Linked DNA regions of Mus musculus: all the other regions are linked to region 4. The links are chromatin contacts, called in public promoter capture Hi-C maps. All regions are on one chromosome and are shown on one strand. The core of a region is the stretch at or near the end of the contact, and the rest is flanking DNA. Distances in the headings are between cores, read along the strand shown.

Evidence for each region. Promoter capture Hi-C pulls out the DNA fragments that hold promoters and counts their contacts.
Region 1: a promoter capture Hi-C map of pre-B cells shows a contact between it and region 4, with 5 times the contacts expected there. The contact joins the promoter of Ptpru here to the promoter of Snrnp40 in region 4. A contact is called at or near these places in 5 of 39 promoter capture datasets (3T3-L1-derived adipocytes, hippocampal neurons, liver and 1 more), 2 of 115 datasets of contacts at active chromatin or transcription factors (astrocytes and large pre-B cells) and 1 of 9 other capture datasets (adipose tissue).
Region 2: a promoter capture Hi-C map of pre-B cells shows a contact between it and region 4, with 3 times the contacts expected there. The contact joins the promoter of Ak2 here to the promoter of Snrnp40 in region 4. A contact is called at or near these places in 2 of 39 promoter capture datasets (liver and pre-B cells).
Region 3: a promoter capture Hi-C map of liver shows a contact between it and region 4, with 4 times the contacts expected there. The contact joins the promoter of 1700086P04Rik here to the promoter of Snrnp40 in region 4. A contact is called at or near these places in 2 of 39 promoter capture datasets (liver and pre-B cells) and 1 of 484 Hi-C or Micro-C datasets (B cells).
Region 5: a promoter capture Hi-C map of pre-B cells shows a contact between it and region 4, with 4 times the contacts expected there. The contact joins the promoter of Zbtb8os here to the promoter of Snrnp40 in region 4. A contact is called at or near these places in 3 of 39 promoter capture datasets (liver and pre-B cells).

The regions. Positions count from the first base shown.
Region 1 is chr4:131,836,883-131,839,582 of GRCm38.p6, forward strand. It overlaps Ptpru (protein tyrosine phosphatase, receptor type, U), which reads right to left and starts at 1,396. Exons shown (of 31, transcript NM_001083119.2): 1 at 1,202-1,396. The coding sequence starts at 1,274.
Region 2 is chr4:128,991,816-128,994,515 of GRCm38.p6, forward strand. It overlaps Ak2 (adenylate kinase 2), which reads left to right and starts at 1,409. Exons shown (of 7, transcript NM_016895.4): 1 at 1,409-1,621. The coding sequence starts at 1,529.
Region 3 is chr4:129,056,792-129,059,491 of GRCm38.p6, forward strand. It overlaps 1700086P04Rik (a long non-coding RNA gene), which reads right to left and starts at 1,362. Exons shown (of 2, transcript XR_868180.3): 1 at 997-1,362. Rnf19b (ring finger protein 19B) reads left to right here and starts at 1,353. Exons shown (of 9, transcript NM_029219.2): 1 at 1,353-2,105. The coding sequence starts at 1,480.
Region 4 is chr4:130,358,731-130,361,430 of GRCm38.p6, forward strand. Snrnp40 (small nuclear ribonucleoprotein 40 (U5)) reads left to right here and starts at 1,402. Exons shown (of 10, transcript NM_025645.2): 1 at 1,402-1,619. The coding sequence starts at 1,476. It overlaps Zcchc17 (zinc finger, CCHC domain containing 17), which reads right to left and starts at 1,262. Exons shown (of 8, transcript NM_153160.5): 1 at 1,146-1,262.
Region 5 is chr4:129,334,634-129,337,333 of GRCm38.p6, forward strand. Zbtb8os (zinc finger and BTB domain containing 8 opposite strand) reads left to right here and starts at 1,335. Exons shown (of 7, transcript NM_025970.4): 1 at 1,335-1,506. The coding sequence starts at 1,410. It overlaps Rbbp4 (retinoblastoma binding protein 4, chromatin remodeling factor), which reads right to left and starts at 737. Exons shown (of 12, transcript NM_009030.3): 1 at 585-737; 2 at 1-11. The coding sequence starts at 600.

The DNA of each region.
Region 1 (2,700 bases), core at 146-2,645, 1.5 Mb after region 4:
CACACACACGCACACACGCACACACGCACACACACACAACACACACACGTCCGCACGCGCGTGCCCGACTGGCCGGGAGGCCGCACAAAGTTGCAAAGCAGACGCAGGCAGCGTCCCCGGGGACCGCGGCGTCCCCAACGCCTCTGACGAGCTACGATGGGGACGCTGTCCCGAGGCCTCCAGCCAGGCCCTGCGGGGGCCCCGACGCCGCAGCCCCGCCCGCAACCGGGTGCGCCCCACGGCCCTCCCCATCCCGGGCGCCCCGCGGCCCTGGCGCCTCCTCGGATCAGCCGCCAGCCAGCGCCGCTCGGAACTTGCGAAACAACAAACCGCCCGAAATGTCGGAGTCGGCGGCTACAGCCACGTCTCTCCCCGTTCCTTCCCTCGCCAGCCGCAGGGCCGCCCCAGCCTCCGGGGGACGCCGCCGCGACAACTTGTTCCGGCCGGGTGCGCCACGCACACGCGCGCGCGCGATCACACATACACTCACATATGCACACACACATGCACACACACCCTCGGGTCCCGGCCACACTCGACCACGGCCTAGGAGCACCCCAAGCTCGCAGCGTCCCTAGCCACGAAACCATCGCTCACCGACACACTCACATCCACTCCAGACACGCTCCCCCATACGTATTCCCCGCATCCCTGACATTCACACGGACCCACACAGCATCGTACACCCCAAATACTCCCACAGGGTCACTCGTGGGCACAGAGCTCACACAGGTTCCGACCCGGTTCCCACGACTGCACACACACACACACACACACACACCACACACACTCGGGCCCACACTTGGGCACAATCCACCGAGTCCTCACAGCACAGGCATAAACAAACACGCGGGTTTTCAAACGCACCAGCAACAAACAGTACTCCCGCCTAGGGAATACAAAAAAAAAAGCCAACAAATGCAACACAGGATCAGACGCAACTCTAGCCAAGCCACTGAAACTCAGATACACAACCCACTTGGCAGCGTGGACAAACATGAGCCAGCGCACACCCGGTGCTCCACGCAGGCGACACTCACACCAGCACACTCGCATCCGCGGTACACACTCAACCTCAGTTTGCACACAAACTACAGACACAGCGGCCACAGAAGCTTGGAGCACTCCGACACCAGCGACAAGCCATCCCCGGCCCCCCGGGCACTCGCGGGATAAGCTTGGAGGGACCGCGCGCGCTTACCTGCGGGAGTCTCGGTCTCAGGCGCGCAGAACTGGAAGGTGAGCGCCAGGACCAGAGCCTGAGCCCGGGCCATGGCCGCCGCCTAGGTCCTGGAGACCCGCAGCTGGGGAGGCGACGCCTCCGGAGCCCGACCGGGAGCCCAAGGCGAGCGGGAGCCGTAGTGGAGCAGTGCCGCGCGGAGCGGGACTGGCGCCGAGTCCAGAGCGGGAGCCCGAACGAGCGGGGCGCTGACGTCAGGCCCCCGGGCGCGAGTTCCGCGGTCTCGAGGCGTCCCCTGCTGGTGGTGTCGCGCGCTGCGGCCCGGTTCCCTGGGCCCGCCGGCCTTGGCGTGCCCATCCCCCACTCTCGCACCCCGTCGACAAGATCCATCGGCCGGTGCCGGTGTTCAGGTCGGCACTCTCAACGCATCCGTTGCCCACGGCTGAGACTGTAACCCAGGAACCCTTGGCTCCTCTGTTCCCTCAGTTGCTTAAGTTTTTCCTACCTTGACTACTCTGAACATAAACTCCCAGCTCCCTCCAATGACAGAGCACTCTTCATCTACCTGAAACGTTGTTGGGCCTTTGGAATGTTGCCGTTTACTTTCAGTAATATGAAATTCACTTCTCTCTTACTGACGCTCGTGCCTCTACAGTAGCCTCCGGCTACTCGGAGTAAGTAGATTTGGAACTCTGCCCCGTCCAAGTTTTTGCACAACCACCAGCATAGTTGTCAGTGGCTACTTAAGACCAGGTGCCATGTGTGCCTCTCTCTGGGACTCTGTTCATCTTCACTATTGCCCTAGGGGACACACACCATTCTAATGCCATTACACAGTTGAGAAAGTTGAGATCATAGAGCGTGACTTTTTCAAGATTATGTGTCAGTATGAGGCGACACCAAGATCTGAATCAAGGTTGTCTGGTTCGAAATGTGTAAACAAACGAACAAAAACCGACTCACATCTGGAAACCCATTTGCTTCTCAAATACTGAATAGATATGGGCTTGTTGGTTCAGTGATGACTGTAGACTACCGAGGAGATTAAAAAACAAAGGCTTGATCTCCGGGAGCTAGAGAGACGGCTCAGTGGTTAGGTGCGTGCACGCGGCTCTTGCAAAGGGCTCAGGATGGATCCCCAGCACCCTTGTCCAACCACCTGTAACTGCGCATCAGACCAGCACTTCTGGCCGTGTATATTTATAAAATATAAAATTATATTTTAAATATAATTTAAATATTTTTTAAAATCCCCACCCTCATGAAGCTTACATTCAGGAGGAAGATGCAGGAGAGGGTGGGGGGGGGGGTTGGAACCTACAGTAGGGAAAGTGGATCGCTGCACTTCTAAACAGACTGCCTGCTATGTGATGGACTTGGTATATATCCCCCATGTTTAGAATGTGTGTCCCCCTAGGGAAGCTTTTTCCCCCGGGGCCTGGTATCCCGCATACTCGATGAGTAATGAATGAGCGGGTAACTGATAGATGAGTACTTACAGAGAGGGCCCTTGCTCTCAC
Region 2 (2,700 bases), core at 159-2,658, 1.4 Mb before region 4:
CTGACGTTACCTGAGTGCCGGGCACCAGAACGCAGGCCCTCACACTTGAGTGCTAGACACCAGTGACTGAACTTTGCCCTGCCCCTTAGTTCACAGTGTTACTTGTAATCCTGTGACCATGTAATTATATAGTGATCAGCTCTTACTTCCGCTTCCGGTCTTAAAAAGGACACAATAAACCCCTGCTTCCTTCAAGGCCACTAAGAGAACCCAACCAGATCAAGCTGGCTCCCATGAAAATCCAGGATGAGCAAGAAGTATGAATGTTAGTTTCTCTTTTTTCATTTGAATTTATTTCTTATTTTCTGTGTGTGAACATATATGTACGCGCAGATATGTGTACCACAGCACACATGTGGAGCTCGGTGGACAACCTGTGGGAGTTGGTTCTCTTCTTTCTTTCATTGGGGGTGGGGTCTTGTTAATCAAACGCAGGTCCTCAGAGTTTGGTGGCAAGTGTCTATACTAGCTGAGCCATCTGGCTAGCTGGTTAACATCATTTACCACTAGGGTGTAGAAAATGGTTGCACTGTGCCTGTGGGGCAAGAATGGTTTCCTAATCACACTTGCACTTACAGTTGAGAAAGGCTCCTTTGGGACAGGATGAAACTTTGACACACCTAAAAGCTGGCGACATCATTGCCTTGTTCAAGACAGGCTCATCTCTCTGGATAAAAACTGTCTTTCTGCTGACTTAAAAGTCAGGAAGGTTGTCTGTGTTCATATATGCATATGTGTTTTATTTTTACAGTCCTGGGGATTGAGCCCAAAACTTCTGTCTCTGTACTATAGCCAGCCCCAGCTATCTTCATTTTCATTTTGGGACAAGGTCTCATTAAACTGCCCAGGCTGGCCTTGAATTCACCGTCGTGGCCTTGACAAGCTTTAAATGTGATCTTCCCAAATAGCCAAAGTTATGGTGCTGTTCAATGGGGGTGTTCTGGAGGGAGAGGGTGTCAGATTACAAACTTGTTGGAATTTACTTAACCAATCTTATTATTAGACATCAACATCTTTGTCAGGAACTCATTACATATTCCTTGTTTCTGCCTTTGAATTCTTGGAAGTGGAATTACTGGTCCAAAGGTTACGTTATTGCCAATTTGTTTCCTGGGAGTGATTTTACCCACTTACACTCTCACAGGCAATTTTACGGGGCTCAAACAGAGACTCTGGAGTTATTAACTGTCAAAGGCCAAACTAGAACTTCACCCGCTCCAGGCTTCCTTCTCGTTTTTCCCGCCCACTCCATACACCAGCCGAGAGCCGCACGCGCTCTGTTGCCCCAGCTCTTCCCAGGCTGGCCCGCCTCTTCCTCGTTCCCAATTCTGCCCAATCGGAAACAGAATTTTCTTAGTCTCGTCGTACGATTGGTAAATGAAAGTGCCCGTCAAGTTCGGGGGCGGGTAGAGAGGGTTGACGGATGCGGCGAGCGACCAGTGTGAGCCCGGAGTAGGATGTACGCTGGCCTGGAAGCGCTAGACCTGTGAGGTGTGCGGCTGGCTGTTGGAGTGAAGCTTTGGAAGACATGGCTCCCAACGTGTTGGCTTCCGAACCGGAGATTCCGAAGGGCATCCGGGCCGTGTTGCTGGGGCCGCCCGGGGCTGGCAAGGGGACGCAGGTGAGTGTCGGTTCCGTGTCGGGCGGTGGAGCCCGAGAAGCTACAAGGTCAGGGCGGTCGGAGAGCCGGAAGCTCCTTTCCCGCCCCGGAGCTGGGTGGTGAGCCCTGGCCTGCAGGGACCCTCGCGGGGTCTCCAGTTGTGGCGCGGTGTTTAGGGGAGGGTCCCAGTCGCAGTAAGGGGGAGGCTGGGTGGAGGTTCTTGGGGGAACCCAGGATCGTGTTAGGGCATCCAGGGACTGTTACTTGAAAATTGTGAAAGGCAGGGCGATCCCCCAGGCTGAAGCTCTGGATCACAGGCCCGAATGGGAGAAAGCTTTGTGACCAAGTCGCCCTCGGAGTTGAGAGCGTATTGCCCTGAGTCAGGGATAATTTCTAGGCATAAGGGGGTGAAACTTTTAATTTTTTTAATGGCTAATGATTAGGGGTACTAAGAAGTCTCCACGTGGGGCAGAGTGGTTACTGGTGTATGCCTATCGAGGCGTTCTGCCAAGAGTGAGGCATGAGCCGCGGGAGCCACCAGTGTTGTTGGGGGTGGGGGGATGGGAGAAAACCTTTCCAGCTGGCCAGAAAACTGGAGGTGAATGTATAGATTCGGTTCATAAGCCACGGGCATCATGGGGGGTTGTGAGTGGGGCAGGGAGTGCTCATGGAGCAGCATGAGATGGCTCTGATGGTTGTAATTGAGCAATTGAGGGCCGCTAACGTGCTAGATCAACAGGTAAGAAAACAGGTGTAGAGGTCCAGTGACTTTTCAAAGTTAGTGAAATCGGTTTCACAGAGGCCTCAAGGATTGCCTTCTGCCCCACTGCAGAGCCTCCCTTGCTTGGCATCTGGGCCATAGATCAGGGCTGGGATTTATGCTGGCACGTAGGGCTTGGAAGCTCATATGGTGGGCCGTTGGTGTCACTTTCTTGCCCAGCCTTTGGCCACAACCACCCACCCCTCAACTCTACCTCCCCATCAGACCCCAAGCTTTGATGATCACTATGCTCTAAAGAGGGAATTCTTTCAAGGTTGCGTTCCCAAGCAAATGAGTGCTGTCCTCCCTCTTCACAGCACTGCTGAGTTTATTGTTATGT
Region 3 (2,700 bases), core at 112-2,611, 1.3 Mb before region 4:
TCCTGGTGTTGTCAATTCCAGCCGTCATATTTTTCTGTCCTTCTCTTTCTTGGGTTCTTGGCAGCATTTGTCACAATTGACGGCTGACCACTTCCTCTTGCAAACAAATTGTCTTGGCATCTATGACATCACACCTGCTTGATCATCTATGACATCATACCTTCTTAGGCCACTAGACCCTGTTCTTAGTTTTCATTACCGGACATTTCTTCCAATGGGCTTCGTTTGCTGTGTTGTTGTAATCTCAAAAGTTTAAAGAGTTGCGGATCTGGTTTTAAGTATTGGCCAGGAAAAAAAAATCAAACAACTTACTATGTTCACATATCTGTTCCTACATTGCACGATCCCCACCCCCATCTCCTTAAGGCATGCTAGACAAGTGAATCACTGTAAGCCTTCACTGCCATTCCTTATTAATAACAAGACACTGTTTTTATCTTTAAAGAAAGATGCATCAAGATGATTGTTTTAACCAATGAGATTCAAGCAAAACTGGGCAGAACTTCCTAAGCAGTCTTCTTAAAATAAGACATTTTTCTTCCCACCGTTTGGAATATGGCAGAATGAGGTGAGCTTAAGACAGAAGCTTGAACTGTCGATCTTCGGACATATTTTTCATGGAAAGAAAATTCTCTATCATAAGCCTCCCTCTCTCATTTCTCTAAGCCAAAATCTAATCCTGACCTGGCTTTGCTGCTGTTGAAGGTATTTGCTTTTCTCATCACCAAGCCTAAGGGTCTTTTGTTAGAGGAACTGGGGAAGGGGGACTGAAAGAAACCATTTCTAGAAGCGAAATTGTTGGGCCTCTTTCTACCAACAGTGACTAACCAGAGTACCTGAGAGATACAGCTTAGGAGTAAGTTCACTAGTTGACAGAAAACAGCAAATGCTAGAATGAAAACTCTGGACTCATTCTTGAAGATAGGGGAGCCTGCCTGTCTTATCTAGAAGTGCGGCTCACTTTGAGGATCTTCAATGAGTGACTATATTCCTTACCACTTAATGGCTAGCATCAACAGAAATGTTGGGCGGTGGATCGGCGGGAATCACTACCAGATCAACGCTCGTCTTCTTTTTACAGACGAAATGAAGGCATCCTCATTGAAAAGAAGACCCCTGACTCCTGGACAAGGAACGGAGGGTGGAGCCTGTGCAAAATATGGCTGCGCCGGACCACCTGACCGCAGAAGGCGGGGCTTCGCCGCAGCCTGCAGGCCCCGCCCTCCAGGCCCCGCCCAGCTCCTCTCGCGGGGCCGCGCGGGTTGTGAGGTGTCTGAGGCCGGCGCCTGCGCAGTTGCCCGCGGCGCGCGGGGCGGAGGCTTTATAACCACTTCGTAGCGGCTGGTCGGCTTCTGTCTCTGGGAGGACTGCCGAGGCGGTGGCGGCGGCGGCGGCGGCCGGGGCGCCGGCTGGGAGGGGGCGCTGAGGCGGGAGCTACGGCGGCGCTGGGCGCCCCTGGCTCCTCAGCCTCTGCGGGCCATGGGCTCCGAGAAGGACTCCGAGTCGCCGCGCTCCACCTCGCTCCATGCGGCCGCCCCCGACCCTAAGTGCCGCAGCGGCGGCCGGCGCCGGCGCCTCACCTTCCACAGCGTCTTCTCCGCCTCGGCCCGCGGCCGCCGCGCCCGGACCAAGCCTCAGGCCGAACCGCCGCCCCCGGCTGCGCCGCCGCCGCCGCCGCCGCCCGCTCCGGCCCCGGTTGAGGCTCAGGCCCCGCCGGTGGAAGCTCTGCCCTCCGAGCCCGCTGCCGAGGCTGAGGCGGAGGCCGTGGCTGCCGGGCCGGAGGAGGACGAGGCGGCGGAGGGCGGCGGCGCGGAGGAGGTGGAGTGCCCGCTGTGCCTGGTGCGCCTGCCGCCCGAGCGGGCCCCGCGCCTCCTCAGCTGCCCGCATCGCTCGTGCCGGGACTGCCTCCGCCACTACCTGCGCCTGGAGATCAGCGAGAGCCGCGTGCCCATCAGCTGCCCCGAGTGCAGCGAGCGGCTCAACCCACACGACATCCGTCTGCTGCTGGCCGACCCGCCGCTCATGCACAAGTACGAAGAGTTCATGCTGCGCCGGTACCTGGCCTCGGACCCCGACTGCCGCTGGTGTCCGGCCCCTGACTGCGGGTGAGCGCGGGGGCGTGGCCGCGGGGGTCGTCCCGGGTGCAACGGGTGTCACACACCTTGAGGGAGGAGAGGATGGTGCCCAGCAGGAGGTAGAGGACGGACGATCACGAGTAACCGACCCTCAGACCAGCCTTGCAACCGGTCTGATGGCACTCAGCACCCTATACCTACTTGCTTGAGGTGGCTTGAGGTGGTGGCTGAGTGCTAAGAGAAGGGAACTGTCCATTAAGTCAGAATATCCGGGTGAGCAGGGGTTTTTTTTGTTTTGTTTTGTTTTCTTTCTCTTTGCCCAGGAAGGGAGAGGTGTGTGTATGTGCGTGTTATCGTAATGATTGAGAAGGAATATTTGTTATAGGAGAGAGAATGAAAATGTCCTACTGAAGGGGCCGCGCTTCCGAGGGGTGTGTCCATATGGCTAGGGGCGCACTTAGCAGCAGCATTGCAGAAGGCGTGTTCTTCCACACAACCGCTGCTGAAAGTTGAGATGCAGATGATGAGAGAAGGCAGCTCACTAACAGCTCTAGGGGCACCCTGGGCACTGCGTGCTGTGCTAAGCCACTGGCAGGCACCTTGTGGTTCCTAACGTGCTGCCGAG
Region 4 (2,700 bases), core at 152-2,651:
ATCCAATCTATTCTGTCCAATTTACTCCCCTGCTATCTCAAGATACTGTTAAACCTGTCTTCAGTCACAGCTCCAGCTTGGTTCTCACTGGCATTGCTGATCAGAACTACTGTTCATGCTCCCGAAATGGTCTATTTACTCCCAGTAAACCTCTTATCTTTCTCCAATCTCATCACACCATTAAGCCTGAGGGATCAAGTCCTCTTTTGCACCACATTCTGGAGGAGAGAGAAAACTATCGCTGGCTTCCTATTAATTTTAAAGTAAAAGCTTCAACTTCCTGCAAATCTTCATGACTTCCAGGTTCATCCCATACCATATTCACTTTAAGCTAGCGCTCTCGCTCTCGCTCTCTCTCTCCCCCCACACCGGCTCTTTGTGTCTCCCTCATCTTTCCGACTGATAGAACCTGCTGTTCTGTGCAGAACGTTCTCCCTTCCTCTCTTCCCCTAATTAGAACCGTCCCATCAGATAGGAACCGCTCAGATGTCTTTTCCTTTAAAAAGCCTTCAAGTTTATATTAGTAACTCACAGCAAGAGGCATCGCTTGTTTAGGTAGTCTTCCGATCAAATGGTTTTTGTTTAACATCAAATTTGTTTAACACGTTTCCCACACTCTGGGGTAGAGGACCATATTTCTTCAGAATGACCCCCAAACGCACTGCACAATAAATATCATTTGGACCACTTTCGAGAAGACCTGGCACGCAAGCATGATTGTTCGATTTCTCAACTAAACTGTGCTTCGGAAGAACCATCTGATACTTTCCTCATCACTGGCTGTCTCGGGGACATAAATTAAAGCCCTTTTAAAAAGACGGCTAAATCAGTGACAACTAAGTCCGCCGCCTCAGCCAAGTCCGGCACTGAAGCCTGGAGGCCAGGACTCGGGCCAGCACAGAGCTAGACGCAGAATTGGCATCCTGCAGAGCAGCTGTCAAGGGATAGCCGTCTGAGGGTTCGAGTCCTGGAGCCAGAGATGCCAAAGCTCCGCTCCAGCCTACCAAGGGACTTCTCTTTCCGGCGACACCTCCTGCCACCCCATGCTGCTAAGGCTGATAGCTGAAAAGGGCAGGCTCAGGCCTATCACCACCTCGCACCTTCCAGATTGGAACAGCCACCCGCCTGATTCCCCACACACTCACTCCGCGTCCGCGCCTAGCAGGACAGCCGCTTCATAGCTAGGAACGCCAAACCTGCTCCGCTCGTTCTCACCCACGATGCACTGCGCGCCCGAGGGGGCGGGGGAGAACGCCAGCTCCGCGACCCAATCCCAGAGTCGCCTTCTCGTGACGTCATCAGAATGGGACCAATCACAAGAGTGTATTCAGAGGGCTTTCCAGAAGGAAATGTTAGAAGCCAATTGGTTGCTCCTCTCCGGAAGTTCTGGAGGAAGAACTCAGTTGGAACCAATTGCGCGGCGCCTCCGGTCGGCGGCGCGGTTAGTGGCGGCGCCGAGGAGAGTGGCTGCCGCCATGATCGAGCAGCAGAAGCGTAAGGGCCCGGAGCTACCCCTGGTTCCCGTCAAGCGGCCGCGACATGAGTTGCTGTTGGGAGCGGCAGGAGCCGGCCCCGGAGCGGGGCCGCAGCAGGCGACTCCAGGGGCATTGCTGCAGGCGGTAAGTGGGGAGTCATCCCGCCTTTGGCCCTCCGCCCCTCTTCCTACGGATGATGTCGCCTCTGAGGGAACGGAAAGACAGTGAGCCTGAAGTTAAAATAGGCTTCTGTGAAGGTGCCTGGTGTTCTCTGTGTGGTTCATACGTGTTTCCCTAGTAGACGCCTGTTTTCAGCCCTTCAGTGGCATTGAATCATTTAAAACCTTGGCCTCAAAATCAAGACCCAAGCTTCCGCATCCTAAATCTTCAGGGGTTTAGCATAAAAGAAACATTCAGGAAAGTTTGCAGAGTGGACGAATGAATGAGAGGGGAGGCAATGGAAATGAATGATAGCTCGCTTTACTACCTGGTAGAACTTTTTTCTTTCTCTGCATTTATAATTGTAATTAACACTCGTTGGATGTTATCTTGGATGTTTTGCGTGTGAAATTTCCATTAACCATGGTACCTGACTGAAAGAAGCTGTTACTTTGCAAATGGGGAAGGCAAACTTTTTTGTATCCAGAAGATCCATGGCTCCAAGCCAGTGTAGGCTATTTATTATGGCAAAGTCCTGTTGAAAGAGAGAAGAGAAGAGATCTGTGTAACTATGATCTTTTTTTTTACCTTCTTGTTAAAACTGTTTTTATGTCATCTGACATCACTGCAGGTAGAGCTTAATTTAGTATTCCTGGTTTTTGTCTTTGAACCAAGGATTGGTTATTAATCCAGTAGCCAGGGGAATCATGGAAATATTAAGTCACATGGTATACTCTGCTGAAAACATTATGTTGGCTTTCTATTGTGCGTTTTTTTAAAAATCAAATTCTCTGTAATAATCCCCTCCTTACCTTGTTCATCTACCAGTTTTCTGGCATGTCACTTGGCTCAAGACACCGACTTATAATGTTCTTTCTTTCCTTGGTGCTTTTGCTGGAATGTTCTTTTAAATGCCCACATGGTCAGCTGTTTGCTCTTTCAAATCTTTGCTCAGACACCAGGTTTTCAGAGGGGCTTTCCTGACCACTGTGTTTCAAGTTGGAGTGTCCTGTAATCTGGAACCCATACTGTTTCTTCCCATGGCACTCAGCACTGGGTGGCTCTG
Region 5 (2,700 bases), core at 85-2,584, 1.0 Mb before region 4:
GTCAAAGGCCGCTAAAATGTTTTTAAAAGACAAATCAAGTTAGCGAACGTAAACGGAAAGGGCACAAACCTCTCCAAGCCACCGGCGTAGCGCCCGGATTTTGACAACGAAATGGAGATTCATCTTAATCTCCCAGGTCGCGGGCACCAACGCCACTCTCGGCCGCGGCGGGCCGGAAGTCCTGGGGCCACCCCAGCCGGACACTCCGTTACTCCTTCGGGGGCCGATGGTGTCCAACCCCGAACGAAGCACGGTGGCGCGCGCCAAGTCCGCCAAACCCGGGGAGGAGACCTGCGCATCGAGCCTGGGGATGGAGAGCGGCGCCCCGAGTCTCGGCAGGCAGAGGGACCGGCAGGGAGCCTCGTAGTCGCCTAGGCCGGAGACCTGGCGTCGCCTCGCATCCGCTCCGGAGGAGCTGCTGCGCCGTTAGCCCGCCCCGCCGGGGAGCTCAGTCCTCAGGCCGGCGTCGCTGGGACGAGGCTCGCCAGAGTCGGGCCTGCTCTCCGTCTCAGGCCGCGTAACAGGCCACGACACAGCCCTACAAGCCAGCACCGTCCCTTCCGAGCCGGCCTCGGCACACTCACCTTCCTTGTCAGCCATGGCGGCAGGAGAGCCGGGAGGGGTTGGGGGATCCCGGGGTCGTGCGTTGCAGGAGGGGCGGGGAGGCTACGAGCGCTCCACTCCGCGCGCGCGGCCTCTATTGTTTCCTGCGGCCCGTGCGTAGGGGGCCGGCTCGCGTGCCTTCGCGCCAACACCGACCAATGAGAAAGCGCGGGTCTGAGGGGTGGGCGGAGCATCCGCCTCGCGGCCTATGGAGACGCTCGAGAGTCGTTTTCTCCAGAGTCCCGAGGCGCGCGCGCTCCGCCCCTTCTCTCTCCCCCACCCCCCACCACAGTCCGGAGACTTCCACGGATTGCGCGCGCGCCCCGCCTGCCGGGATGAGGCCCGTGCAGATCACGTGACATACACCCTACACGCTCATGCGCAGCCATCTTCTTAGCAGGCCGTTATGCTGACAACTCCCTCAGGGTAGCGAAAGAATTTGGAAGTGTTTCCGGGTCTGGTTAGCAACTCGGAGGGCCAGACGAGGAGAAAACGCATCACCGTTTAGACTTACAGGTGCCTAATTCAAGGTGGCGTCTTTTAACTGACTCCCTCGGTACTAATAGTGATGAGTGCAGGAAATAAGATGCTGGTCTCTAAAACATGTTATAAAAGCGGCAGGACCGAGCCTGGCAGCCCGGCAGCCCGGCAGCCGCAAGCGGGTATATCCTTCCGCGAGCTTGCAGAATGGAGTCCTGGTCCTTTTAGACCCGCTGCCAAGGGGGTGGGGTGTAGAGCGGAAGTTATGGCGCGGGGCCGAAGTCTGGCTGATGAAGGGCGGAAGTAAGAGTACCAACTCCGCAATCATGGCTCAAGAGGAGGAAGATGTTAGAGATTACAATTTGACGGAGGAACAGAAGGCGACCAAGGACAAGTATCCTCCAGTCAATCGAAAATATGAATGTGAGTAGGTGGCCCACATCTCTTGCATTCGGACAACCTGCGGCTTCCTGCTTCGCCCACTTCTTTGCCCTAAAGGTGCTCTGGCGTGATCACAGTGTGCCCCTCTTTGGACCCAATTTAGGGGGAAAGTGAAGAAAAAGATCACCTTACTAGAGAATGAAGAAACCCGAGGCCGTATCCCCTGCCCCCATCCATTCTAAAAGTCCATGTGTGCCTGAATCACACTTACCTTTGGGGATAGAGTTAAATGGTGTGGCGCTGGTCCAACATTTATCATTGTAAATTATACTTGTGCATTAGTTGTATTTTTAAGTGATTTCTGGGTTGTCCTCGAGTTTCTCCCAGTAGGGAATAGTGTGACCAGGTTAGAGTAATCAAGACATACCTTTTTCTGTGCGTGCGTGCGTGCGTACGTGTGTGTCCACAGCCCAAGATTGGATCTTATTACGTACTGCAACTTTTGCATCACGTTAAATTTTTTTGAAAGATAAAAATTTAGCCGGGGGCTGGTGAGATGACTCAGTGGGTAAGAGCACCCGACTGCTCTTCCGAAGGTCAGGAGTTCAAATCCCAGCAACCACATGGTGGCTCACAACAAGATCTGACTCCCTCTTCTGGAGTGTCTGAGGACAGCTACAGTGTATTTACATATAATAAATAAATAAATATTTAAAAAAAAAATTTAGCCGGGTAGTGGTGGCGCACGCCTTTAATCCCAGCACTTGGGAGGCAGAGGCAGGCGGATTTCTAAGTTCGAGGCCAGCCTGGTCTGCATAGTGAGTTCCAGGACAGCTAGAGCTACAGAGTAAGGCCCTGTCTCAGAAATAAAGAAATTTCTTATGTCTTTAATGGACATCCTAGACTAGTAGTCTACCCCTGAGCTATAATGGCTTCTGCCCTACAGTAGTCTTTGAGTATAGGGTTCCTGAGATTAAAAAATTTGAGAACCACCCTATATAGCAATGTATCATCTTTTTTAAAAAGTTGAAAGAATTGAGTATAATTTACCTATGCCCCAGTAAAGTGTTAAGTACTTTCCTTTTTGTGTGTGTGACAGGATTTCACTCTAACCCTCACTGACCTGGAACTCACTAGGTGATTCCCTGGTGCTGGAATCACAGACATGGTCCACCACACCTGGCCCAGATTATTATTGTTGCTAAACAGATCTCCCGGTGTAAGCAGCCCTAGTTT